Linked DNA regions of Mus musculus: all the other regions are linked to region 6. A link is a contact called in public HiChIP or PLAC-seq, Micro-C and promoter capture Hi-C data. All regions are on one chromosome and are shown on one strand. Each heading gives the region's core, a stretch centred on a gene start, on an enhancer-like site or on the middle of the called end of the contact. The rest is flanking DNA. Distances are from core to core; before and after follow the strand shown.

Evidence for each region. A called contact is a pair of places that touch in the nucleus more often than the background predicts. HiChIP or PLAC-seq counts read pairs in DNA pulled down with a chosen protein or histone mark. Capture Hi-C pulls out chosen DNA fragments and counts their contacts.
Region 1: a FOXA1 HiChIP or PLAC-seq map of pancreatic cancer cells shows a contact between it and region 6. The contact joins the promoter of Sco2 here to the promoter of Zbed4 in region 6. A contact is called at or near these places in 8 of 39 promoter capture datasets (the 3T3-L1 cell line, the C10 cell line, cranial neural crest and 3 more), 1 of 15 datasets of contacts at CTCF or cohesin (large pre-B cells), 4 of 115 datasets of contacts at active chromatin or transcription factors (effector CD8 T cells, memory CD8 T cells, pancreatic cancer cells and 1 more) and 1 of 9 other capture datasets (adipose tissue).
Region 2: a Micro-C map of embryonic stem cells shows a contact between it and region 6, with 6 times the contacts expected there. The contact joins the promoter of Shank3 here to the promoter of Zbed4 in region 6. A contact is called at or near these places in 1 of 39 promoter capture datasets (liver) and 1 of 484 Hi-C or Micro-C datasets (embryonic stem cells).
Region 3: a contact with region 6 is called in a promoter capture Hi-C map of liver, with 4 times the contacts expected there. The contact joins the promoter of Arsa here to the promoter of Zbed4 in region 6. A contact is called at or near these places in 2 of 484 Hi-C or Micro-C datasets (CD4 T cells and CD8 T cells), 2 of 115 datasets of contacts at active chromatin or transcription factors (hepatocytes and pancreatic cancer cells) and 2 of 9 other capture datasets (adipose tissue and liver).
Region 4: an H3K4me3 HiChIP or PLAC-seq map of bone marrow-derived macrophages shows a contact between it and region 6, with 5 times the contacts expected there. The contact joins the promoter of Chkb here to the promoter of Zbed4 in region 6. A contact is called at or near these places in 8 of 39 promoter capture datasets (the C10 cell line, cranial neural crest, erythroid cells and 4 more), 1 of 484 Hi-C or Micro-C datasets (B cells), 7 of 115 datasets of contacts at active chromatin or transcription factors (bone marrow-derived macrophages, double positive thymocytes, epiblast stem cells and 3 more) and 3 of 9 other capture datasets (adipose tissue, liver and macrophages).
Region 5: a promoter capture Hi-C map of adipose tissue shows a contact between it and region 6. The contact joins the promoter of Mapk8ip2 here to the promoter of Zbed4 in region 6. A contact is called at or near these places in 3 of 39 promoter capture datasets (the 3T3-L1 cell line, 3T3-L1-derived adipocytes and pre-B cells) and 1 of 9 other capture datasets (adipose tissue).
Region 7: a contact with region 6 is called in a promoter capture Hi-C map of liver, with 2.6 times the contacts expected there. The contact joins the promoter of Lmf2 here to the promoter of Zbed4 in region 6. A contact is called at or near these places in 2 of 39 promoter capture datasets (the C10 cell line and embryonic stem cells), 6 of 115 datasets of contacts at active chromatin or transcription factors (the SCID.adh cell line, embryonic stem cells, epiblast stem cells and 1 more) and 3 of 9 other capture datasets (adipose tissue, liver and macrophages).

Annotation. Positions count from the first base shown.
Region 1 is chr15:89,371,763-89,375,294 of GRCm38.p6, forward strand. It overlaps Sco2 (SCO2 cytochrome c oxidase assembly protein), which reads right to left and starts at 2,129. Exons shown (of 3, transcript NM_001111288.2): 1 at 1,921-2,129; 2 at 1,661-1,840; 3 at 1-703. The coding sequence starts at 687. Ncaph2 (non-SMC condensin II complex, subunit H2) reads left to right here. Exons shown (of 20, transcript NM_001115132.2): 20 at 1-1,088. It overlaps Tymp (thymidine phosphorylase), which reads right to left. Exons shown (of 11, transcript NM_138302.2): 5 at 3,234-3,363; 6 at 2,995-3,113; 7 at 2,489-2,651; 8 at 2,170-2,400; 9 at 1,921-2,061; 10 at 1,661-1,840; 11 at 1-703. The coding sequence ends at 1,683.
Region 2 is chr15:89,497,633-89,501,027 of GRCm38.p6, forward strand. It overlaps Shank3 (SH3 and multiple ankyrin repeat domains 3), which reads left to right and starts at 1,976. Exons shown (of 22, transcript NM_021423.4): 1 at 1,976-2,287; 2 at 2,583-2,786. The coding sequence starts at 2,000.
Region 3 is chr15:89,475,783-89,479,379 of GRCm38.p6, forward strand. Arsa (arylsulfatase A) reads right to left here and starts at 1,642. Exons shown (of 9, transcript NM_009713.4): 1 at 1,368-1,642; 2 at 1-873. It overlaps C230037L18Rik (RIKEN cDNA C230037L18 gene), which reads left to right and starts at 470. Exons shown (of 5, transcript NR_077233.1): 1 at 470-503; 2 at 1,477-1,637; 3 at 1,760-1,865; 4 at 2,088-2,227.
Region 4 is chr15:89,427,943-89,431,398 of GRCm38.p6, forward strand. It overlaps Chkb (choline kinase beta), which reads right to left and starts at 1,985. Exons shown (of 11, transcript NM_007692.6): 1 at 1,435-1,985; 2 at 1,107-1,215; 3 at 772-885; 4 at 469-602; 5 at 192-287; 6 at 15-73. The coding sequence starts at 1,658. Gm44502 (predicted readthrough transcript (NMD candidate), 44502) reads right to left here and starts at 1,985. Exons shown (of 27, transcript NR_004843.2): 1 at 1,435-1,985; 2 at 1,107-1,215; 3 at 469-885; 4 at 192-287; 5 at 15-73. It overlaps C730034F03Rik (a long non-coding RNA gene), which reads left to right and starts at 2,073. Exons shown (of 4, transcript XR_875570.1): 1 at 2,073-2,157.
Region 5 is chr15:89,452,274-89,455,912 of GRCm38.p6, forward strand. It overlaps Mapk8ip2 (mitogen-activated protein kinase 8 interacting protein 2), which reads left to right and starts at 1,638. Exons shown (of 12, transcript NM_021921.3): 1 at 1,638-2,012; 2 at 2,911-3,016. The coding sequence starts at 1,948.
Region 6 is chr15:88,749,627-88,753,285 of GRCm38.p6, forward strand. Zbed4 (zinc finger, BED type containing 4) reads left to right here and starts at 2,085. Exons shown (of 3, transcript NM_181412.3): 1 at 2,085-2,176.
Region 7 is chr15:89,354,177-89,357,730 of GRCm38.p6, forward strand. Lmf2 (lipase maturation factor 2) reads right to left here and starts at 1,483. Exons shown (of 14, transcript NM_178919.4): 1 at 1,180-1,483; 2 at 388-641; 3 at 251-279; 4 at 1-121. The coding sequence starts at 1,273. Ncaph2 (non-SMC condensin II complex, subunit H2) reads left to right here and starts at 1,543. Exons shown (of 20, transcript NM_001115132.2): 1 at 1,543-1,767. The coding sequence starts at 1,660.

The DNA of each region.
Region 1 (3,532 bases), core at 879-3,378, 620 kb after region 6:
GTAATCGGTGAAAAGACCATCAGGGTTGAGCAGATAGATGGCAATGGAGTGGTCCACAATGTAGTCCTGGTCCTCATCCTTAGGCCCAGCGCTGTAGTATACGCGGTAGTTGCGACTAGCATGGGCCACCTGTTCTGTAGAACCGGTCAGACCTAACAGTCTTGGGTGGAATTCTTGCACATAGCGGGCCATGGCTGCCACGTCATCTCGTTCTGGGTCCACAGTGATGAAGACAGGCTGCACCAGGGGCAGGTCAGGCTCCGCCTCTAGCTTCCGCACCACCTGCACTAGCTTTTCCAGCTCATCGGGGCAAATATCAGGGCAGTGAGTAAAACCGAAGTACATCAGCACCCACTGGCCTCGGAAGTCGGCTTTGCATCGAGGCTGGCCTTTGTGGTCTAGTAGGCTGAAGTCACCCTGGCCCACAGCAGCCTGGCGCAGGGCCTCTGTACGCTGCTGTTGGCGCCACTGTTCCTTCTCAGCCCTCGCGGCCAGCCAGGCCCAGCCTAGCCCAGCCCCAAACAGGGCTGTGATCAGCAGTCTAGTTCTTAGCCCAGGGCCTTGGCGCTGGCCCTGCCCTGCCCAGTGTCGGGAATTTCTATGCAGAGTTTCACCTCCTGAGATCCTGAGGAGGGGTTTGAACTGAGAGAGCTTGGGCCAAGCTTTGGGCCCTAGAGCCAGTAGCATCGTGGACCTGAAGCTCCTGGAAAAGAACAAAGGTGGCAAAAGTCAGAAAAGAATGGACAAGATGTCTAGGCCTCCGCTGCTGGACAAGCATCTGCCCCACATTCAAGCAGGTTATCTAGCTGCCTGCACCGGCTCGTCTCAACTCAGAACTGCTCTGCCGTAAGCTGCATGCAGTCCAGGCAACACCAAAAGTCCATAGCTGGTTTGCTCTAACCTACGTCTTTAACCAGGGAGTCTCAGCCTCATGACCCCAACCTCTGGAGAACCCACGCCACAACTGCCAAGCCTCCCTGTGGATTCTTGGAAGCACCGCGAATATGCTTTGCCTGGGCACTGGGATGCATGTGTCTATTTACAATAAATTGTTCTTTATAGGGAGGCTGTTGATCCTCTGGCTGACCACCTTTAAGAGGTGATCCTTTCTAGCTTTAGGGTCACTTCAGGGTAATCTGGGGCTCAGCAGAAAACAAGTGCCTCCAGCTTGTTTTCTGTAATGTAACACAGCTCAGCCCACTGTGCCTTGAACTGTCTGACCTTCACCTTCCTGGGCAGGCAGACTCCTCTGCACTTAACTGGATGCCGTACCCTGCCCCTCTGCAGTCCCTCAGCCCTGCCATCTCCCTTCATCCTCCCCCCCCCCCCTCTCCCCAGGGAAGGTTGTTACAACTAGCATTTAGAGCCACTGGCATCCAGCCTACTGGGCTCCCCCAGTATGTTGCCCCCGTGTGGCTACAACCTGGATCTCTTATGAGATGGAGGATACGTCCAGGGCACCATCAGCCCTGAGCTAGGACCAGTCCGAGAAGATGGGACTGGCAAATATTCCCAATATGTCCATTTTCTGGGCCTCAGAAGGTCTCTAGCTCATGTGATAAGCTAGATGAAGCAGTAGCAGCAGAGTATGAGGCCACATGTTAACAGCGTCCTCACCCAGTCCCACCCCTTGGGGGAGGACTTGCCCAACTGAACTCACCTGGCTGAGCTGGGTTCGAGACTTAGGGCTGTGCGATGGTCGGTGGGAGGACAAGTTCAGCGAAGGGTGAAGGGACCTTGAAGGGTGCTCGATCTGATAGCACGAGCGCCCCCTGGAGAGTGCGTCGCTGCTGACTGCTGAGCGCAGGGCCGTCTAGGTGCACGCGGAGCCAGGGTGTCCCTGCGCGAGCGACAGAGGCGGTTACCTAGGTCACAGCGGGCGACCGGAAGGGTTGTTTATGGATTCCAGACAGCGCTTACCTCGGGACAAACACTGGCCCACGTCGACCAGTACCTCGGCACCCACTCCCGGTCTGATCGGCTGCCCCGCTCGGCTGCGTCCGGCTCCGAGGTCGTGCAGCACACGGGCCAGCGGCAGCGCTCGGACGCACTCAACAATGCCTAAGGGAGAGGGTGGACACTGAGAACCTACTGGAGGCACGTGCCAGGACCAGGAAAGATCGGGAGAGGAAGTGGGTGGGATCTGGTGCCGTTGATATCCGGTCTCACCGTCTGCCGGTGCGAGCAGCTCCTCTTGCTCTCGGGCGTGAGGCAGCAGCTGCCGGCGTTGCGTGGGGCTCCCGGAGCACAATGCTTTAGCTAGGCCGGGGTCCACGCCCTGCGCCGAAAGCATCAGCTGGAAGCGGCGCCGCGCGGAGCCGTCATCCAACGCCGCGGCCACTCGGGCGGCGCCTTGGTCTTGTGTTTCCGCCTGTCCGCTAATCCAAAGAATGGCGCCTCCTGCTGGCGGGCGGGGTGGAGCTCAGAAGCTGCAGGGATTGAGAGCTCCTGGCATACAAACTGGTGGTCTTAACTCCAGCCCTCTCACCTAGCCTAATGACCAGGTCCCGCAGATCCGGCGGCCCCGCACCATCCAGGCAAAGCAACGCTTCTTCCACCTCCAGGGTATGGCCCACGCTGCGGCCCAGAGGGTTATCCATGGCGGTCAGGGCTGCGGCGACCTTCAGCCCCAGGCTCACTCCCACTCTAACCTGGGGAGGCATTATTCAGTATCCGGCATTATCAAATCCCATACCTGCTGTCCCTGGGTTAAGGTGTCAGTAAAGGCTTAGGTTAGAGATCAGAAACCAACACTGCCAGGCCTCAGAGGGGATGGGGGTGTTCTGGTTGGTTGCCCTAAGTGGCGGGGGTTCTGTGGAGGATTTCCCCAGGTCCGCAGTCAGGACAGCTTTGATTGGATAGGGTAGGAGGGCTGGAAAGAGGAATTGCCGTTTTATTCTTCCAGGACTGTTGAGTGGGCAGAGGCAGGGATAGGACGGAATGTGAGGCTCATGTCCCTTCATAGAAAGGGCACTGTGGCCTAGCACGGCTCACCAACATCTTTGCCAGTTCTCGGGCCTTCTCCTGGTCTGGGAAGACTGCAGCTCCCCCAAACTTAACATCTACCACCAGAGTGGACAGTCCCTCCACGGCCTTCTTACTGAGGATTGAAGCTGCGAAGACCAGAAACATCATCCCAGGGTATACTTGGGCACAGGAAGAGTTGCCTCTCTGAGAAAAGCGGCAGTGCCTAGCGGACTGTCTGTCAGTCAGGGTACCCCGTTTCAGGTCACCTGTAATGAGTGGGACACTGTCCACAGTGGCTGTCACATCTCGTGCAGCATACAGGATCCCATCAGCAGGAACCAGCTTTGCACTCTGGCCGACAATGCAGCAGCCGACTTCCTCAAGGATGTGCAGCATCTGCTCAGACACCTTCATTAACTTCTAGGGACGGACCCACCCACTGGCCCTGACCACTGACCCAACAGAAGTTCAAAACATGGCCAGCGAGAGTCAGTATGGTTCTGATGGCTAACCTACCAAGGATCCCGATTAGTTATGACAGACACATTAATGCGTACCAGCTAAT
Region 2 (3,395 bases), core at 726-3,225, 750 kb after region 6:
GATCTCTAGCCATCATTTTCCACCAGCAGGCAGCTAGTTTAGGGGAAAGGGGAGCTGGAAATAAAAGATGGGTGGAGATTTTGATGGGAGGGACTGGGTTTAGCCAGAGGGAGTTGGGGCAGGGGTCAAGGCGGAGAGGAAAGAGGCAAGGGAGGAAGATGTTAGAGACTCCAGGGTCAGGAAGCAGAGTTTCCTCTCTGGGTTGGAACACAGGAAACCCAGCCCCGAGCTTCCCAAGGTGCTTCCTGGAGATAAGGGAGACTCTTTCCTCTCCTGCTCCTCTGACATCCTGCCCTAAGCCCTAGGGTACCCTAAGTTGCACCACTCAGGCACACCTTGGGAGGGGCTTGGAGGTCAGAGCCTACTGGGGCTTCACTTCCCCAAGCACGGAGGGGTCCACCCAGGCTTGAGGGTAGCAGGGAACAGACGTACAGAGGCACTGGAGACTCAGCTCTGCCGGGTAAGCGGGTTTTTTAAGGGAGGTTCTTTAGGGAGAAGGCTCTCCCTCAAGGGGTAGGGATGTGGGAGTGAGCCAGGTGGTCCATGGAGGACAATGCTGTGTGGTTGCGATTGGTCAGAGAGCCCTATATGGAGTCATGAAACATTTTGGGAAAGTGGAGGATCCGTGGGGGAGTGCAGGCTGTTCTGGGGGGGGGCAGTCTAAGCCAATCACTGTTCTGTGTGGGGTGAGGGCATTTCTGAGGTGACCCAGGTGGTCAGGGGGTGGGATCTGGGGAGGCTCTATCGTGTATAGGACCAGGGTAGTCCAGGGTTATTCCTGGGATGCGCAGGAATAGCCAGTTTTGTGGGCGATCCAGGGTTGCTCACGGAGAAGGTAGGAGAGGCTGTGGCTAAGGGGATGCTTTCTGCCACTGGCAGAGTTCCCGGCCAGGCTGCTCCACAAAAGCTGTCCAGTTTGTGCCGCCACCGATGAGTGGCTCTCTGGGGCCTTTAGGGGGTGAGGTGTAAGTCTAGGTATGCGGGAGAGTGCAGTGGAAGGCAGTAGACACTACCGAGTAGGGCAATTCATCCATTCAGGGGCTACACCTTTCTGGGCCTTGGGAGCTAGGCCCCCGTGCGTTGGGCACTTCCGAGGCAGCGCCGGGCTAAGGCTGGCACGCCACGCGGGCGGCGCCTGAGTTGGTTCACTCGCAGCGCTCCCCTCCCCGCCCACTCGTCACCCCCTCCCGCGTTGCCACGACAACGTGTGAAACTAAAATTCAGTTCCCCGCCGCAGGTGGAGACTAGTGGCGCCCCCTCCCCTAAGCCTTTCCTCGTAGGTCGCGCCCCCAGCCTGCTGTCGCTAAGGTGACGGGGAGGGGGCGACCAGCTGCAAGGTTGGGCTACCCAAGGTGCGGGAGGCCCGCAGAGTCCGGACAGACTCCCCAAACTCGGTTGTGGTGGGGGCCGAGAGGAACACCCTGGGCGCGGTTAGAAGGGTTGGTCTGGGGGGAGCTCCCGTGGACTGCAGCTCCGCCCTGCTCGCGCCTGGGGTTTGCAGCCCTCCGACTCCCACCCAGCACCGTGCTCGGGTGACCCCACCACCTCCTTGGGGTCTGGAGTGGGGTCGGCAGACTGGGGAGATTTCCACCCCGGGTCACCAATTTTCCTGCTTGTCTCTCCCTCTCAGTCGGCCTGTGGGTCCTCTTGCCCCGACGCGTTCCCCACCCAGCTCTAGAACCCTCCGTCACCCCAGTACGGTGGTCTGCGACGCTCGCCTGCAGCGGAAGCGCGGCGTGCCATCCCCCCGCTGTGTCAGCCACTCCCCCTCGACAGCCAACCCCCCCCCTCTTCGGCGCGGGCCCCCGGCCCCCGCCCTCTGCACCACACGCCCACGCCGCCCCGACCCCGCGGGGGACCCCAGTTTCCCGGCCCCGGGCTTCCCATCCCCGCCTCCGGCGCGGCCCCCTCCCCGCCTCCGCTCCGCTCCGGGCTCGGGCCCCCTCCCCCCGCCGCCCCCGCCCCCGGGGAAGGCAGGCGCCGCTCGAAGCCGGGGCCGATGCAGCTAAACCGTGCCGCCGTCGCCGCCGCCGCTGCGCCTGCGGAGCCCCCGGAGCCGCTGTCCCCCGCGCTGGCCCCGGCCCCGGCCCCCCCCGGCCCCCTCCCGCGTAGCGCGGTCGGCGGGGCTCTTGCGGGGGGTCAGGGGGGGCCAGGGCGCCGCGCGGAGTCCCCGTGCGCTCCTCTCTCCGCCGGGAACAGTCCGGGCCCGGGCGCTAGCACCGGGATGGACGGCCCCGGGGCCAGCGCCGTGGTCGTGCGCGTCGGCATCCCGGACCTGCAACAAACGGTGAGCCTTTGCGATCTCGCCGTACCCCTGTGTGGCCCGCTAGCGGTGACCCCCGCCGGGCGCGCCCTGCGCCAGGACCCCCGGCCGTGGCCACTCGCCCCTCCCCCGCCGCCTCCGCGGGACCCTCCCCATCGCCGGGGCGGGGCCCTGGAAGCCCAGCCCCGGGGCGGGGCCTCGGCCTCTGCGCGGTGGCGCGGGGTCCCTGCTCTCGCTCCCCAACTAGCCCTCCAAAGCGGGGCCCGGGGCGCGGGGCCCTGCGCCCGCAGGTCCGGGCTCACGACTCGCTCCGCTGCAGAAGTGCCTGCGTCTGGACCCAACCGCGCCCGTGTGGGCCGCCAAGCAGCGTGTGCTCTGCGCCCTCAATCATAGCCTTCAAGACGCGCTCAACTACGGGCTATTCCAGCCTCCCTCCCGGGGTCGCGCCGGCAAGTTCCTGGATGAAGAGCGGCTCTTACAGGACTACCCGCCTAACCTGGACACGCCCCTGCCCTATCTGGAGGTGCTGGGCCGACTGGGGTGGGGGTGGAATGGAGCGCTCAGGGTGTGATCTTTGAGCTCCGTGGCTGGAGCAGTAGAAGGGCAGGCCGGGAGGAGTTGGCGACAGGCGCGGTGGGGGGCTGTGTGCAGCCTGAGCAGTGTGCTGAGAGACCGAGGTGGGTACACCTCGAGTGCAGTGGGCAGGGTGAAGTGCAAGCTGCCTGTGTGGTAAGTGGTGTGTTGCAGCTTAAGCATGGAGAAACAGTGTGAGCGCCGTGTGTAGAGCGCTTGCAGCGAGCAATCTGGACAGCACACAATGAGCACATGCATGCCACACATGCACTGCACTCGGGGCGTGTGTGTGGTGCGAGCGGTTTAAGAGTGAGTGCGTTAGGGGTCATGTGGTGCGAACAGTGTCACTTGTGTGCACATTTGCCTCCTCTTGCCACTCACTCCCATGTCTTCTGAGGTTAGCCCAAAATAATATTAACACCATTTGTGACATATAAAGGTGATTTGAGTGCCATTCCATAGGGACGGAGACCTAGTCTCAATAGGAAGGGCTCGTCCTGTGTGTGTGTGTGTGTGTGTGTGTGTGTATACACCAAGGTCAAAGTTGGTCTGACCCTCA
Region 3 (3,597 bases), core at 392-2,891, 730 kb after region 6:
AGCAGGCTCGTTCCTTGAGCGCCCAGGCCAGCCCCTACCTGAGGCCCCAGTCCCGAGCCCTCCTCCTCCCCTGAGCCGCCAGACCCAAATAATCCTTCTGTCTGTAGGTCCACTCTCTGAAGCTCCAGCGAATCTGTCAGAACTCGGAAGGGGGTGGCCTGGGGTGTAACTCCACAGAGCCCCTAAAGGACCAGGGCTTCATTAACGTCACGAGCGGGGATCTGACCCTGTTCACCCAGAGGTGCCAGCACAGGCTTGGGATCAGGAGCAGAAGTCACTTCACATTGACCCGGGAGGCTCCAGCGCCATGGGACAAGGGCGGTTCGAAATTGAGGAGGAACTGGTGGTAGACAGCGTCGATCTCAGGCAGTCTCGGATACGCCCGCGGTCACGTGACAATTGGCTGACCCAGAAGGGGCGGGCTCTGGGACTGGGCGGTACAGAGTCGGGGCTAGGTGGAGCTGGGACCGGGCGAGGCGGAGCTGGGGAGCCGAGCCAAGCGGGTTTGTGTGCCTATGGGAACCTTCCGGGTGGGGCTGCTGCGGACCTGGGACCGGGGCGGGATAGGGTGAGGCTGGAGATTGCTCGCGTGCTCCCGATCCTTATCTGCGCCGGTTGGGGTGTCCCGTGCTGGGCTTGGTAACCTTACGTTCTTTGCTCCTGCGCGCTAGGCTCAGGACTGCCTAGCAGTGCAGCACTACAGCTATCTGGCTCTCCTGCTGTGTCGCTCTTAAATGCGTGTCTGGAGTTCCTCTGGCGAATGGTGGGCTGTTTGTCTCATTTCCTCTGATGAGATACTTGAGGGATCCTTGTTGAAAAAACATCAGCATCCCCCTTCTGACTGAGCAAAGAGGCAAAAACCATGGAGTCTGACTGCAACAAACCAGGAAGACAAATCTGATTGGCTGCTGGCTTTTTGCTCACAACCACCTTTGGTGAATTTTGTGAAACACAATGTATCAAATTATTTAAAAAAATCCTTTCCCTTCTACACGCGTAACTGGTGTTTAAGGTTGAGTGTGTGTGTGTGTGTGTGTGTGTGTGTGTGTGTGTGTGTATCTGTGGTGTTAGAGCTGGGATGTGTGTCTGTGAGTCTGGTGTTTGAGAAGGGTTGCTGGGTTCCTGTGTGGTATAGCTTAGGGCACATTAGTATTGAACTAATGGGAAGACAACATGACTTGTTTCTAACTCTTCATTTATACATTATTGAATATAACCTTTTTTTCTTATCAGTTTTAACTGTTAAGGGAGACTAACAGATATATCCCTCAGAGGGTGGAAGGGTGGGTTCTTAGTGTACTTTAACATCTAAAGGTCCCTGTGGTAACTGGACTTCCCAGATCTCCCCGCCCCCAAAAGCCCCTGACCTGAGTCACTTTTCCGGAGCAAGTCTCTTCCAGGGTATTTCCTTGCAGGTGGCTGTTCCTAGGGAAGTCATTTGTCCAGATTCTTGGCTTTGATTCCTCTCCAAGACAGAGTGGCACTCTAAGACCTCTGGCGTCAAGATGGTCACGACCTGCGCACCCAGGAAGGAAGACGCTGGAGCCAGGGGGGAGATAAACAGGGTTCTGGAAGGGCCTCCCGACTACAGTAGCGGATCAGACTCAGGATCACCCAGTGGTCTAACACAGGCTCAGGTCAGGAGCAGACAACACGTGACACTGAGTTGAAGGTGCCCTCTGGCAAGCAGAATGAGGGTGGTTCAGAATGACGAGTAAACTGGTCATTGATTTATTGATTTTTTTTTTTTTCACTGAAGCCTGGCTCTCTGGGCATCTGGAATTCTCCCGATGAAATCTGCAAGAAACTGCAGGAGGAAAGTTCGAAACTGCAGAGACCCCAGAGATGGCACAGGAAGGAGCTGGGTCTGACTGAGGCTACTGCACACCTCATGTGAAGTGGGGGGTGGCTGGGGGCGGGGGGGGGGGAGCAATCTTCAGTTAGTGGCTCTCTTAGTGTCACATTCCAGCACGGTTTCTGGACTTGTGCACGGGTGGGGGTTGCCGGTAGTCCTTCTATTTAGAGTCAGGACAGAAAGCTCTTCTGTGGCCCAGAAATCTTTGAAACTGTATTTGGATCTCTCCCAGCTGGTGGCCACTGTGAATTGTAATTTGAAAGGAATCAACCAGAAGCACTTTCTTTCCGTTGCTAGCTGGGGAACTACCCCAGGACCTGCGCATTATTCTCTGGAGAGCCCGAGTGGGGTTGCGATGTTATGCAAATCGAGGTACGTTTCCCCTGGGTTCTTGGGGGACTCAGGTGTGTGTACACGTGAAGGTTGCTTGGGCTCAGCTCTGACCTAGAGCTGTGGAAAACTTGGAAAGAGGTATCTGCCTGCCGCCAGCTCTGTTCAAAGCTGAGCACTGAAGGCCAACCTGTCTTTAGAGATGTGAACTCTCTCCCACCCCCACCCCCCCTTTTTTTTCCCACAGAGCCCCAATTGGAAGTAGCCTGCTAGGGTTGGTTCAGGAAGTGGCTTCAGATGATGCCTGGGGCCTTGCTAATTTTGGACAAACACCCACAGTTGAGAAAGGAGCCTTGCCTTGGGAGGCAGGTCTCTTATTTCTGTACCTTGCTTGCAAAGGGATAGGAGAGGCCTCTGCATGGGGGTAAGATGGGGTGATTGAGTTGCAACAGTGGCCTGAGTAGAGTACTGTGGCTGTTCTTGCATCAGTTTATGTGGGGACCTAGGACGTATCAGGCCTCCACCTTCCCTACCCTACTGCCTCTCATCATGGTTATGTATAGGCGTTGAGATGTACAGTGCTGATCAGGACCAACAGGGTAGTTCTAACAGAAGAGCAAATATCTTAGGCAAAAACAGACCTGATGGAGTCCTACCTGGTTGACCATGTGGGGTTTGGGGGTCTGCTGAAGGCAAGTTTTCAGTTGAGTTATGATCAGGGGCCAGGCTTTGTCATAATCTCTAAAGGAAGGGGAACCCTGAGACACCCCTTCACACATATGCTCAGAGGAAGAAGAGTTACGGTCAGATGACACAACAATAACCTCTGGTCATCAGCTGACCTGTGAATGACATCTTGCTGGGCAGATAACGAGTTTCCACATGCAAGACCTACTATGATTGTAGTTTATAGCATTATAGGAAAATGAAAATAGGGCTAGAGAGATGGCTCAGTGGTTAACAGCACTGACTGCTCTTCCAGAGGTCCTGAGTTCAAATCCCAGCAACCACGTGGTGTCTCACAACTGTCCATAATGAAATCTGATGCCCTTTTCTGATGTGTCTGAAGACAGTTACAGTGTACTTACTTATAATAGTAATAATAATAATAATAATAATAATAATGTCTTTAAAAAAAGAAAAATGAAAATAATTGTAAGCATTTTATTAGGAGTGCTGGTTCTTCTACAACAAAGTTCTTTCCCAGTGCTTTCAAAGAACTAAAGGGCTGGCAAGGTGGCTCAGCCGATAAGAGCACTCTTCCGAAGGTCCTGAGTTCAAATCCCAGCAACCACATGGTGGCTCACAAACCACCCGTAATGAGATCTGACGCCCTCTTCTGGTGTGTCTGAAGACAGCTACAGTGTACTTAGGTATAATAATAAATAAATCTTAAAAAGAACTAAAAAAGG
Region 4 (3,456 bases), core at 735-3,234, 680 kb after region 6:
ATACATTCTCCTACCTTCCTGGATGTCATTGTGGCAGAAGACCACTGGTGACGGGGTATCGTCTAGTAACTTCCTGTAGAGGTAGAGAGGCGTAGGCTATAAGGCCTTGTGACTAGCCCTCAACAAATCCTGGAGAGGACACTGATAAATGCCAGTGCCACCCACCCGCCCACTATGTCATCCGCCTTCACCTGAGGCTGTTCATCTCGTCCTTGAGGCTGTACATCTCTACCAGGTTCATCTGGGGAAGGCTGGTGGAAGGCAAGTCCTGGATCTGCTTCAGGTACCTGGAAGCCGCCCAAACGGGAAACATTCTGTCTATCTCTCCCCACCCCCTTCTATCGACTCTTCAGGCCAAATTGTCCTGTCACTGGGCTTTGGCTGGGAAACAGAGTCCATGATACTGGGGTATCTATCCACTCAACTAGAGGTTCAGTTTTAGATGCACGGATCCCAAACTGGACTCACCGCTCCATGGTCCCAAACAACCATCGGGGCTCCTTAGTGAAGGGCATCTCCATACCATGGAAACGGGCCATCCTCGTTGCAATGGCTCCCGACAACACTGGGTCCCGGAGCTCTTGAGTTTTCAACGGCCGGCTCTGTACCCAGTAACCTATCAGGGTGGTGAGGGGGCTGGGGCGGGAGGGGGAAGGGATACGGGATGGGAGGAGATCAAGGTCTTAGGGAAATTTCCCTACCTGGGATGTGAAGGCAGACTTTGGGAAGGGTAAAGACTTGGGGTAAAAACAACAAAAACTGGGCTCTTACTGGGAGGTACTGTTCCAAGCGGCCCTCTGGAAACACTCCGTAAAGCTGGGGCCCTAGAGACCGCTCTGCGAGAATGGCGAACATCACGCTTTCTAATACCAAGGAGTCTACACCCTGATAAAAGATGTATGGCAAAGGGGCTCATGTCAGAAAAAGCCAGAGGTACGTGGGTACTGGCCCAAATCGGCTTCATCTACAATAGCTTGGACTTCTGCTCTTACTGACTGAGAATTCTTGAGCTTCAGCATATTCAGCTACACAAATAAGACACCACTTTCTGCACCACTTGCTCCAGATGTCCGAACTCCCAAGTTACGATCCTTCTTTTCCCTCACCTGCAGGATGGCCCCGTAGAGTCGTAGCAGCACCTCCCGGGGCTCCCCGCCCACACTGGGTACGTGGTTCGGTAGTGAGCATCGGAAGAGCAGGTTGCTGAGGCCTCCGCTGCAGATCCACACAGGTCAGGCTCAGCAAGGGTCGTCCCCCCGATTGGTGGGACCCACTCTAGACACCCTTCCCGAGAGGACCTCCCAAGTCCCGAAGGGGGACCCCGCCCCCCAGCACAGCAGGCTGCAGACCTGCCCCCACCCCCCACCCCCCCGCGTAGCACTGACGGCGACCGAACTGGGAGTGTCCCCAGGGTCCCCAGGGCTGACCCCTGACCTCACGGGACAAACGCTCAGCTCCTCCGGCCGCGCTCGGCGCCAGGCCCCGCCCAGGTACTCCCGGCACCACTGATAGGCTCGGCGCTGCGCGTCACGGGACAGCGAGGAAGCGCGCCGCCGATTGGGGATTGGCTCTGGGCACTTAGCATCCTGCAAACCGTCCTTGGGCAGGCCGCCGCCGACAGCCCCTCCTCCGACTACCCCTGTCCCGTCTGCCGCCATGACGTGGGCTCCGTTAGGTTTAACGCCTGCCGGTGCTCAGCGAGCCTCAGGTGAGGTTGGCTCCTTCCGGGTAGGCTCGGTTCCGCTTCCCGGAAGCCGCAGAGTCTCTGGGCGTCCTCGGCTCTTCGCGACTGCCTTCGGCTTTCTTGGTGGCTCCAGTCCTGGGACCGTTTCCAAGCCAGATGCGATTCTCAGGGCTGCGGCGCTCAAAGGCAAAGAGGGACGGCAGCTTTCCCTGAGTGGGGCGCGCTCGGGCCACGCCCGATCCGCCTATCAGTCTCTGCAAAAACAAGTTACTGCGTGGACTGTGTCCGGAACCAAGGAAGTGACGTAGGCCAATCCCGAGCGCCGTGGGCGGTTGGACAGTAGCTCCGCAAAGCTTACGAGCCAGGCTCTGGCCAATGAATGGACGATGGTAGTTTGCGGCTCCTTTATAACAGCTGCTGTGTGAGACACTCTACTAGGGAGTAGATTAGCCGAGCCTGTGGTGACAGTTGGGGTAAGTGAATGGAAGAATGAAAACGTAGGTTCTAACGATTCCCCTTTCCACAAGGCAGCAGGTGTATATGTGATGCTGGAAGGCGTAATAAGAATCAGTCCGGCGTGTCCAGCGCTGCATAGACCGCATGAGCGCCATTAATGTGACCCAACACAATAACTTAAAGTATTTTTCTTTCTCGAGAGAGTGTGTCTCTCTCCTGTTAAATATCGGGAAGAGGGAGACGTTAATGGTCAGCTTAGAAAGGAAGCTTACACAATCCATAATTCATCTGAAGGATGAGGTTTATTAGAATGAAAGGGCCTCAAAGCTACGAGTTTCGGTGTAGGGGAGGGAGAATTGAACATGAGACCTTAGAGTTAAGAAAAGACTTTCCTTTAAAGTCTAGGGATGGGGCTGAAGAGGTGGCTAAGCGGTTAAGAGCACTGATCCCTCTTCCAGAGGTCCTGAGTTCAATTCCCGCCAACCATGTGGTGGCTCACAACAGTCTGTATGTAATGGGATCCGATGCCCTCTTCTGGTGTGTCTGAAAATAGCCACAGTGTACTCATACACATAAAAAATAAATAATTCTTTTTTAGAAAGCCTAGGGAGTGGGGGCTGGCGAGATGGCTCAGTGGTTAAGAGCACTGACTGTTCTTCCGAAGGTCCTGAGTTCAAATCCCAGCAACCACATGATGGCTCACAACCACCCGTAATGAGATCTGACGCCCTCTTCTGGTGCGTCTGAAGACAGCTACAGTGTACTTACATATAATAAATAAATCTTAAAAAAAAAAAAAGGGAAGAGAGTTCATTGTGCGGGTGCGGGGTGTGTGTGTGTGTGTGTGTGTGTGTGTGTGTGTATAAGAACGCGGGGGAAGCATTCAGGAAACTGAAATCGGTGGTTAATTACCTGTGAATCTGAGGACAGTCTAGTCTATATACTGGGTTCCAGGCCAGCCAGGCTACATAGTGAGAGAAGAAAGGTGGTAAGAGAATTAATGGGGTGGCAGCAGAGGAGCCAATCAGAGAGCAGCCTTAAGAGCAATCTGTGAAGCAGACAGCTGAGGTGTTTCCAGACCGATCTCCTAAAAAAAAAAGAGAGAGAGAAAATTGACTTCAAAACAAAATTTTTTAGAATTGTCAAAACCATGAGCAGTTTTCCTACATGGCCCACTGAGAGCTGGAGAGAGGCATCCCCTGCTCCAGGCTGTGGGAGCTGGCTTAAAGATGTAGGCTATCTCCCCTTTAATCCCAGCACTGGAGAAGCAGAGGAGTACAGGGTCAGGACACAGACAGATAAACGTGCAGGTGGGT
Region 5 (3,639 bases), core at 388-2,887, 700 kb after region 6:
ATGCCAGCCGGTCAGGAGGCTCTCTCAAAGTCTGCTCCGGTAAGAAAGGTATGCGAGTCACTGCTACCCTCTCATACATCATTTCTCTCTCTCTCTCTCTCTCTGTGTGTGTGTGTGTGTGTGTGTGTGTGTGTGTTCACTCTGCAGCCCTGGCTGGCCTTGAACTCACTATGTAGTCTAAGCTTACAGAGAACCACTTGCTTCTGCTTTCTGCATGCCAGGATTAAAGACAGGAGCCACTATGCCCGACTGTGCATTTAGAAGGATAGATGTTAAGTGATTGTTAATAAATCACTGTGCCCGGGGTTTATGTGTGTCACAGGACCTTTATTCAGATGGAGAAACTGAGTTCTGGTGCATTGAATAATTGCCTCATGTTCGGAACGTTGGTGGCTAAATGAAGATGGGTAACCACTCTTAGATCTTAAGTCTGGAGAATCTGTGCTCTTGGAGCCAACGAGAAACCCCACAGGAGAAGTGGGAGGTAACCCCTCCCGGGGTTGTCTATGCTTTTGGAATCTGGGTGTGATCATTTGATAAGAGAGAGGCTTGTGTGGGGTTATAGTCTGAGATGAGTTCAGGGTTGTACAATTCCAGTGAATTCCGAGAAAGCCTGGAGAAGTCACACTCGTTGGCAATTCAGAAATTAAGAAACTGGTTGAGCAGGGTGTCTCACCTGACTATCTGAGTCCCTTCTGCTCTGTGATTTCCAGCCGTAACACTCTAGTGTCTCTTTCTTCCTTCAAAACTTAATTCCAGTGTGAGGCTCCCTACCCCTTCTTCTCTAGCTTGTCCATCACTACTTTGATCTTCTGCCTCACTTCACAATTGGCTCCATTTCTGCCCTGCCTCTCTACACAGAACTTCTTAGTAAGCCTATGCCTCAACTTGGAGGTTTTCCATACTCAAAACAGAGCCAAGAGCATAGGTGGCCCCAAGAAACAGCTGCTCAGTTGATGAACATAGCCTCAACTTCTAGTGTCCACCACTATCTCTGCCCAGGATCTTCAAGTCTGTACCACACAGAGAAAGTTCAATGTTGGCTTCTGAATGCTGGACTCTGATTCCAGACCTCTTCACATCCTTTGAGACAGAGTCACTGTCCCGGTTCCATTAGCACTGTCAGGATAATAGCTGGAGTCAGCAAATCTTAAGGAGAAGTTTCTTTTGACCTCATCAGCACCCAGTGGAGAACAGCTCCGACGAGCTCTGATCAGCACCCTCGGGTGGACAGCTCCCTCTGCCACCCGTTAGGAAGTCTAGCGGGTTAGTAGGTCTAGCGCGGGTTAGGAGGTCTGGGTGGGTTAGGAGGTCTGGTGGATTAGGAGGTCTGGTGGGTTAGGAGGTCTGGTGGGTTCCTGACCAACTCTGCTTTTCGAATTTGCCGGGGCATGAACGCTGTTCCTAAGTCCTCGCCCATCACCCCTCCACGAGCAGTCCACCTCCCAGGAGCACTGCACACCGCTGTAACCAGAGGCGCGCATTCCCGGGCCGCGTTGGTCCTGGCTCCTGGGTCTACCGCACCCATTTCCCCCGCACCTCTCTCGGCTCCTGCAGAAACCTTTGGTCTACCAGCGTGTCTCTGCTTCCACCTATCCCTTCTCGCCTATTCCACGCTAGGACCACGCAAGCCGCCCGCCAGCTCTCCCGACCAGAATCTCACCACCACCGCTACCACCACCACCTCGCATCCCGCATCCTTTCTCGGCTCGACCCCCATTCCTCCGCCCCCACCTCAGGCCCCGCCCTGCGCCACTCCCTCCCCTCACCCCTGCGGCGCGGCTTGCTGCCGCGGTGTCCTGGCAGGGCGCTGAGGTGTGTCGCCGACGGGTGTCGCAGGGCGTGTCACGAGGTGAGTGGGGAGACAGAGGCCGCGAGCCTGAGCACCAAGGGCGCGCGGTGCTCCTCACCCCTCCCCCTCGCTGCCGGCCGGCGGTTCCAGGGAAGATGGCGGATCGCGCGGAGATGTTTTCTCTCTCCACCTTTCACTCGCTGTCGCCTCCCGGCTGCAGGTACGCATTCGGCGGGTCTCATCTTCACGTAGGTCTCTTCGGCCTGCCACTCCACCCCATCGACTTCAACTACCCAGGCCAGGGCGCCTCCTTGGTTTGCAGGCCTCTGACTGATGCTCCCATCCCCCACCCTGGGCTCCGGGTCCTTCGGTGTTTGCTCCTTGTCGCGCAGACCCAATGGCAACCCCCCCCCTTTCCCACCCCCACACAGAGATACACATTCACTTTTCTTGTTGGGATACCGAACCGCACCCAGCCAGGACCGATGACCTAGCAAGGGTGCGGTCTCTCGATTGACCCTTTGAGGGATTTTAGGCAGGGTGTTCAGCACCTAGTCTGTTCCTGCCAGTGTCCTTTTGGCCTTGTTATGCCTCCTTCCATAAAGGCTAGGGCCTTGCCCCTAGCCCTCTTCCCTCCCAACCCCCCCTCCCCCCAGGACGGCAGAGAGTGAAATCAAGCTTGAAGCTCTGGGGGTGAGATGGGGAAGTTGGGATTGGAGGGGCTGGATGTTTGGATGTAGGCCTGTTTCTGTGTAGGAGTGGATGGGGAACAGCTGGACCCCTCCCTCTCCTGTTGTCGCAGCTCCCCCCCCTCCCCCCCCCCCCCCCCGTTGGTTCAAGGTATCTCCCCTGAGGCTGAAGCTGTGACCCACAGGGGCTGGGAGCTGAGCTGAAAAGGAGTGGGAGGGGTTTGTGGAGGGATGCCTCCTCTGGGCTCATTCCCTGTGGTGGAGGAGGGGACCCAGGGGAGAGCAGTGCCTGGGGTCAAAAAACGACACGGCTTTAGCATGGGAGCTGGGGGCCCTGGGAGCTGGACCTTTCCCACCAATGTCCTCAGGATCAGCTCTCAGGCCAGGAGCCTAGGTCAGGTGGCCTTCTGACCCTGGCCTCCTCTTCAGGCCTCCCCAGGACATAAGCCTGGAAGAATTTGATGATGAAGACCTGTCTGAGATCACGGACGACTGTGGCCTGGGCCTTAGCTACGACTCGGACCACTGTGAGAAGGTGGGGAAAGGGGCTGGGTGTGTAGGGTCTGAGTATGGAGGAGGTTCACACAGGCTCAGCCTCCCTAGCATGCTTGTGGGTTTAGGGAGTCTTGAGTTCAGCTGCTGTGCAAAAAATCCTCTGCTCTTGCTGATGGCCCCTTGGTGCCAGTCTTCTTTCCTAACACGCCGTAGGCCCTTCAGAGGCTCTTATTTGGCAGATCTACCCAGCATAGTGCCACAAGAGGAGGTGTGCCTGGGTGCTCCTTCTTTAGATCACTCCCCACAAAGCTCTAAACCCTCCATTTTCTCCCAAAACTCAACCTCTGTGGCCTCTCTAGCTCATCTCCCTTTAAAATCTTTCCCTTTCAGCCCTTCTGTCTATATGTTTCCATTTCTGCTTGTTTTGAGGAAATGCCATGTGTCAAGTGGGGGGGGGGGTGCTTTACAGGCATTGAGCAGAGCCAGATAGCAGCCCCACCCCACCAACTCTCAGTTTAGGGGGGGAAGGAGGGAGGGGGCGGGAGGGTGAATATAAGTGAGAGATAGTGATCACTAGTATGCCAGTGGCCCCGTTCCAACTGGACACAGAGTGTGATGATGGGGACGGGAATCCAGTCCAGACGGAGGGAACCAGGAAAACTT
Region 6 (3,659 bases), core at 835-3,334:
AGGGTTTCTCTGTGTAGCCCTGGCTGTCCTGGAACTCATTCTGTAGACCAGGCTGGTCTTGAACTCAGAAATCCGCCTGCCTCTGCCTCCCGAGTGCTGGGATTAAAGGCGTGCGCCACCACGCCTGGCTAAGGACTGGTCATTCTGGAGCAGACTGTGAAGACCTTTGTGCCTTCTGCCTGGTTACCTTTGGGGGGAGGGGCTCCTTCGTACCTAGAAACAAGGGACTAGATTTCTGCCCTGGATCATATAGTAGGCAAACCCTTGTCCTGAGGTTTCCTGTCTTCTTGGAAATCGGGTATGAGTACAGATGGACTGCCTGATCTCCCCGTTCTCAGGGACAGTCCCTCTGGAAGGGCTGATGCTCTGCCTGTAGCATCCACCTCTCCATTGCTAGACCTACTGCCTCATTCTAACATAGCAAATAAGAGCCAGGTAGAATTTCAAGTGTTACCATCTTTTGTCTAAGGTGGCGGTTGCCTTTTACACGGTCTCTGTGGACACGCAGTTTCCTAACCCTCCAAAACCCCTCGACATCTTGACACTATTCAAGTTCCAGAAGGGTAAGCCTGCTCCGTGCGCTCCAGGCAAGCACCCTCATTGTCTTCTACTTCCCGTTTTCCTTCTTCCCCTGCACAGCCTGTGCAGGGCTAGGAGCACAGAGGGGCCATCTCCAGGTGAAGAGTTTGTGCAGGTGCTTCTGTATAAACAAATGGAAGCTCGTCAAGACTTTCCGGCTGGGCTGAGACATCCTAAGCTAAAGCTCAAACTCTCTCCTAGCTACTTTACTTGTTCTAGGCGCTACCCCTTAGCTCTATAGCTCAAGAACCCATGTCTCAACAGTTCTCCTGGGGCTTCGGAAATCCTTCATGAAGGCAGATGTTCTCTTTCCTCTGGGGTGTAGGGTACGAGGGGCATAACAAGGAGAGGAAGGTTACTGGGAAAAAACTTCTGTACCCTACGGGAACCTGCTAGCTGAGGACCTCCACCCAGGTCTTTCTGCTGTTCCCCATTGAGTCTCATATGGAGCCACCACCTCCACCACAAACATCAGCTTCCCTGAATGGAAGGCGAAGAAGACAGAAGCCAGGCTCAGGGTTCCACACCAATGATGACTTCCACCAGCAGTGCACTGGCAGCCCAACCACCTTCCCTTGAACTTAAAGACACAGAATCCCAAACCATGTCCATTGACCAGTGATGGTGAATCAGGGTAAGCAAGGTGTGACATCAGCACTCGACGCCTCCCCCGACCGCACCACCACCACCTCAATCACAGAAGGAAACTCCTAAACACGCAGAACAGGAGATGGGCGTAGGACAGAACTCCCGCATAAGAGAACAAGCTGTGGTCTAAAGTGTCATCAGAGAAGGACCTCTGGGATAAATTCCACCTGCAGAAATTACATGGTCCGCACAGGCATCTGAACTGGGGCGTTCAATGTTCAGCTCCTTATTTCTTTTACCCAAACATGGCCCCAGGCCCTGAGCAGCTAGCACCTGCTGTGTCTAGCCTCCACCCAAGGGCTACTGAAAGTGGTTGCGCGCAACGCCCCCGGAGAAGGCGCCCGCCTTGACCACAAGCCCGGAAGCTCCGCGGCCAGCCGTTGAGAGCGCAGGACCACCCTAACGGCCAAGCCCTAAGAAGAAACCACTGAGAACGCGCGCTTCTCAAACGCGCAGCAATTCCAACCAACCGCCGTGGCGACTGCGCCTGCGTAGTCTTCGGACCGAACGCCCGACAGGGCAGGTGCGCCAGACCGCGCTTGCGTAGTTTGACGGAGGAGGCCAGCGACCAGACCTCGTGTGTGTGAGACTGCGCCGGAGTAACCTGACCTCCGGAGATGGGGCGAGGGGAAACTGCGCCTGCGTAGTCTTCGTAGCTCCGCCCCGTTTGCCTAGCCGGGGCCCATCCAGCCGTACTCTAGGCATCCCCCCCCAAGGCGGGGCAGGTGCGCACGGACTGCGCTTGCGCACGACAGCCCCGCCCCGGGCCCCGCCCCCGACCCGCGCGGGGCCCTGGGAGGGGCGCAGCGTCCGGCGGCGTCGCGGGCGGCGGGGCTGGGGCGGCGGGAGGGGCGGCGGGGGCAGACAAAGCGGCTAATGAATGGGCGCGCCCGTCGCGCTGTTCGCAGCCCGCGGGCCCGCGCAGCGCAGCGCGGAGCCGGCGCCTCAGGTGAGTGCGCGCGGGACGCTCCAGTGGCGTCTTCGACGGCCGGCGCCGCGCAGGGGTTGGGGAACCGCGCCATTGTCCGTGCGCGGCGGGCCGGGTGGAGGCTGTGTCCCGAGACTGCGCCCGGCCCGGCCCAGCCCGGCCCGGCCTCTGACAGCTGCGCCTCGCGCCGCGGGCGGGCCCAGGCCGCGGAGGGGAGCGACCGCGGGACGCCCCGTGGGACCTTTCGTCAGGTGCCGGGCTCCCGCCACGTCGTGGCGTCCCCCAAGCCGGTGCCGGTGGGCGCGCGTGTCCAGGAAGGGGCGCAGGCAGGCGGCACGGCGGTGACACGGGTCGGTGTCACGCTTCTTGGTGCCTGCCTAGCTTGAAGCGTGTGCGTCTGGGTCTGACCGCGGAGGCTTAACGAAACTTAACTCAACGCTTTGGCTCCGTAGCGTCTTCACGGTCGCAGTACCTGCCGTCATTTTTTGTTCCTTTTGTCCTTTTTGGTGCGACCCACTCGCTTCTGCCCGGGATGGCTGCGGGTCCTCGCTCTCCGTCTGGAGGTTCTCACGAGGCTCCAGCGCGTCTTTTCAAGTCCCTGCAGCGCCGAGCCTCAGGAGGAGCGGCTGTCGCGGTTCTGGCGTTTGTAAAAAGGGAAGTCATTTGTTTTTGAAGTTAATTAGGATAAGATTAAGTGTAGTTTTTAAAAGGACACTTGTGCCTTCTGGCTTCGTAAAGCCAGTCAGCCAAGGCAAGTACATTCTTGTGACTTGGTAGGAAGAAAGAAATTTTCCCCTTTATATCGTGGTGATAAAAATTAATAAGACCAGGGAAATTTTAGTTTTGAGTTTTTTTTTTTTTTTTTTTTTTTTTAGTACTCTGAATAAACGTAGTTGCAAGGCACGAATTAATTCCATGCTAAGCAGAATTGAGAAGCTACAAGTTTGGCTCTACACCCTGAGGGAGTGGCTTGTGCATGAAGACATTGGTGCATGCTTTCTGTAATCTATATAAACTTTTTTCTATATAAATTTTTATATAGACTTTTTGTGTGGCTTTTATTTTCATGAGAAGATCTAGTTAAAAATTTTTTTGAATCTTTAGGAAGTTTCAAAGTCTCAGTGTGCTGATAGGTTTTCATCAATTTACACAAACCTAGACATATTTTGGAAGAGGGAACTTTTTTTAATCTCTTATTTTTAATGTTCATTGGTGTTTCACCTACAAGTATGTCTCTGAGGGAATGTTGAATCCCCTATAACTAGAGTTACAGTTTCGGTTGTAAGCTGCCTGTGACTGAATGGAATTGAACCCAGGCCCTCTGGAACTGTTCTTAATCATCTCAAGAGGAGCCATCTCTCTAGCCCCAGAAGAGGGACTCCGTTTTTCTTCTTCAAAATAATTTTTGAAAATTATTTACTAATTGGGTGTGCTTTGGTGTTCTGCTTGCATGTCTGTCTGTGTGAGGATGTCAGATCCTCCTGGAACTGAAATTATAGATAGC
Region 7 (3,554 bases), core at 233-2,732, 600 kb after region 6:
TGGGAGGTCTTCATGGGGTAAGGCTCCTGCTAATCTACCCTGGAGAATCTTGTGTTTGGAAGGCCCCCTCAGCGGGGCTACCAGTATAGCTAGGAAGCCAGTCTCCAGCAGCAGGGAATCCCTATAGGGAGGGAAATATCCTAAATTTCCTATTTAGGTTGCTTAATAGGAACCTCCCAGGGTCCTCCCAGGAGAGGCAAACAACCCTGCCCAGTGGCCTCAGGCAGATTGGGCCCCCGGAATCACTCACCACTGGAAATAAAGGAACACTTGGCCCACCTGTAGGGAGAGAAGTGGTCAGGGAGCCACTGTGTGTCTGCTGCATCAGGTGAGGCAGAGAGAGAGGGTGGGTTAGATGAAGGCTGAAGTTTTAAGTGTCTCACTTGCCTGGTAGGCTGATCGGTATGCAACCCAGAGCAGCAGGTAGACGAAGGGGTGTCTCAGAGAGTTCAGGAGCAGGGCGCCCAGGGCTAGCACGGTGCCCAATAAGGTCAGTAAATCCAGACCTTGGGCAGTATCCAGCCCCAGTCTTGGTGCCTCCCACAGCAGCGTTGGTGTTTCCCACAGCTGCTGCCACAGGCCCTTGCCTTGGGGCCGCAGTGTTCTTCGAGCAGGAAGGATGCCCTCTGGGCCATAGAGGCCTGTGGGAGGGTATGTCAGGGCCAAGTCTTAGACATCTTCCCAGTCTAACATGCACATGAACTTAGGCCCCGGAGATGCTCCACCACCAGCTCCTGGCATGCAGATGTCCCAAACCCCCAACTCCAGGTTGTGCTTGCAGATGTTCCCATCCCAGGCAGGGCTTGCTCTGTCTACCAGATGGTCTCTCTCTCTCACGTTGGAAATTGTTGACCCCCAACACCAGGTTCAGAAGACCTGATTCTGGGTCAGCACCTTCTGTCAATTAGAGCGCATCCCTCTCTTACCTGCCCACAGAGTCCAGGTAGAAATCTGCCACCCACTCCCCTCGGGGTTTTTCCCTAAGCCTAGATGAGACTACTAATAGTTAAGGGAAATCGACCCTTGTGCTTCTTTTTCCTCCACTTTTGTTGCCCGCAAACTACCACCCCTTAATCCCGCGCAGAGAGAGGCCTGGACTTTACACCCGCCTCAGAGGGCAGTGAAGGAAGGGATGCTACCACGTCCACGTGTGACGATTCAACCCCTCCGCGCCCTCACCTGGGATCTGGGTGTAGAGGGACGCAAAGGCGAACAAGTAGACAGCGGCCACACCCTGTAGGAAAAGCTGCTGTGGGACCCGGGAGCTCGCCATGTCCGCTACGCGGTCTTGCCGAAGTAGTGCCCTCTAGTCTCCTAGCTGCCCCCAGCCCGGCCTCTGGCCCACGCCGCAGCCGGAATCCGTCAGTCCGGTCGGGTCACTGAGCTCCACCCAGTGCCAAAGAACTCACCGCTAACCACCTAGAAACTTAGTCTCCTCCGCTCCTCCAGGCCCCCCCCCTAGACACGGAGCCCCGCCCCCGGTGTAGGCCCCGCCCCCGTCGGGCCCGCTTCTTTACTTCTTCGAAACTGGGCCCGCCTGACGTCATACGTGTGCGCGCAGTGCCCTGGCTACGTACTTCCGGGGCGGGAGCACCAAAATGGCGCCAGAACCAGTAGCGGGTTGAGCCATGGTTCCGGGCTTCTAGTCCCGTTCTAGACATGGAGGATGTGGAGGTGCGCTTTGCTCACCTCTTGCAGCCCATCCGGGATCTCACTAAGAACTGGGAGGTGGACGTGGCGGCACAGCTGGGCGAGTATCTGGAGGAGGTGAGGGCGGCGGGGGAATGGCATCGGCCTGGGCGCTCAGGCTGCATTGCCACCCCCCGCCTCCGGGTCTGTAGCCGTCTGGTGTGTCATCCGCAGTCTTGTTTCTTTCCTCACCCCCCTTCAAAATCCAGCCTGCCTCTCGAAACTTTCAGCTAGATTCTCCCGGAGCTGTCCTTTTCAGGCCTCTGTCGGTTAGCGAGCTGTGAAGTCGATTTGGTTGGATGATAATCATTTTTCTCCAACAAGTACATTATTTCCGTTTTCTTTGGGGGAATACAATACATTAAGAAGCAAACTTTTTGTTTTCCCCTTTTGGGGGCGGATTTAACCTGGGGCTTTGGACAGGTTTGGCAGGCACTCTACCACCGAGCTTTTTTTTGGAACCTGTTTTTCTTCTTGAGCCAGGCGCCAAGGCAGGTCTTAAACCCGAAGTCTTCTGTCCCAGTCTCCCGATTATTTGCAACTACCAATCAACCCTACCATACCAGGACTCTTACAGTAATGGAGAGAGATCTGGTTCCCGAAGGAAAAGGGATTTTGTATCTTAGACCTCAAGCCCCGCCCACACGATCTTCCCGCAGTGCGACGCACCCATACCCCAGGCTCTTAATTTGAACCAGTTTTGTCCAGAAGGATCCGCCCCCTCCCCCATCCTGTTGGTGGCCCAGCCCCTCGCCGTAATCTAGCCTATCAGCATTCCATTCCTCCGTTTTGTTTTTTTTTAAGTTCAGGTCTATTCAGTCACTGTCTGCTCCGTTTCTGCACGTTCACACTTTGGCTCAACACAATCGGATCCCACTACTGAATAGTTACAGGTCTCAACTCGAACTGTAGTGGTCTTCGTATTTAAAAATAAAAGAGACGCTCGAAGTGCCCTGTTGGGGAGATTTCTCGGTCTGACAGCTTCCTTTTTGAAACAGTGCTCTTAGGATTTCTATTTGACTGCTTCTGTTTTCTTTCTTAAGTGTCGAGCTTCTTGGGGTGGAGTCTTCTTTCCCTTAAAAATAGAAAATCTTACTTGTGTGATTTTTTTTTTTTTTAAATACAAGTTTTCAACTCCATGTGGTGGGATACACCCATACCGATCTTCCTTGTGAGCTGTCCCAGATTTGTTTGTTCTAGCCACTCCCTTGGCATGTGCTGGGATGTTACTCGAGCTCTTGGATGTTATTTAAAGTGGAGCTTTTGGGTTGTGGTTCAAATTCTAGTCCTCTATTTTGGTAGTGTTTCACTGTTTAACTAAAGGTGAAAATTAAGAGATGTGATAAGGCCTCATGTCTCACACCAAGTTTACCAATGAATTGTGTCAGTTATATTGCAAGAATATACTTCCTTCCCCACTATATCTGGTCTAGGTGTATTAAACCTAGATATTTAAAACCTTCTCATCCAGGCTCTTAGATTGGACACCATCCAGTCTGAAGAATTAAAACTGGAGACAGGGATGGGGGCGCAGGGACCTGGAAAGCTGCCTCATCAATTCAGAGCACTGACTATTCTTTCAGAGGACCCAGGTTCAGTTCTAAGCACCCACAGGACAGATCGCAGCTGTCTGTAATCCCAGTTCCTGGGGATCCAGTGCCTTCATCAGGCCTCCACTGGCACCAAACATACAGGTGGTACACAGATATGGATACAGGCAAAACACCTACATCATTTTTTGTTTTTAGAAAATTTAAATCAGGGCTAGAGAGATGACTGGATAAGAGCACTTGCTGCTCTCGTAGAGGACCTGGGTTCAGTTCTCAGAACCAAAAAAAAAAAAAAAAAAAAAAGTAGCTCACAAT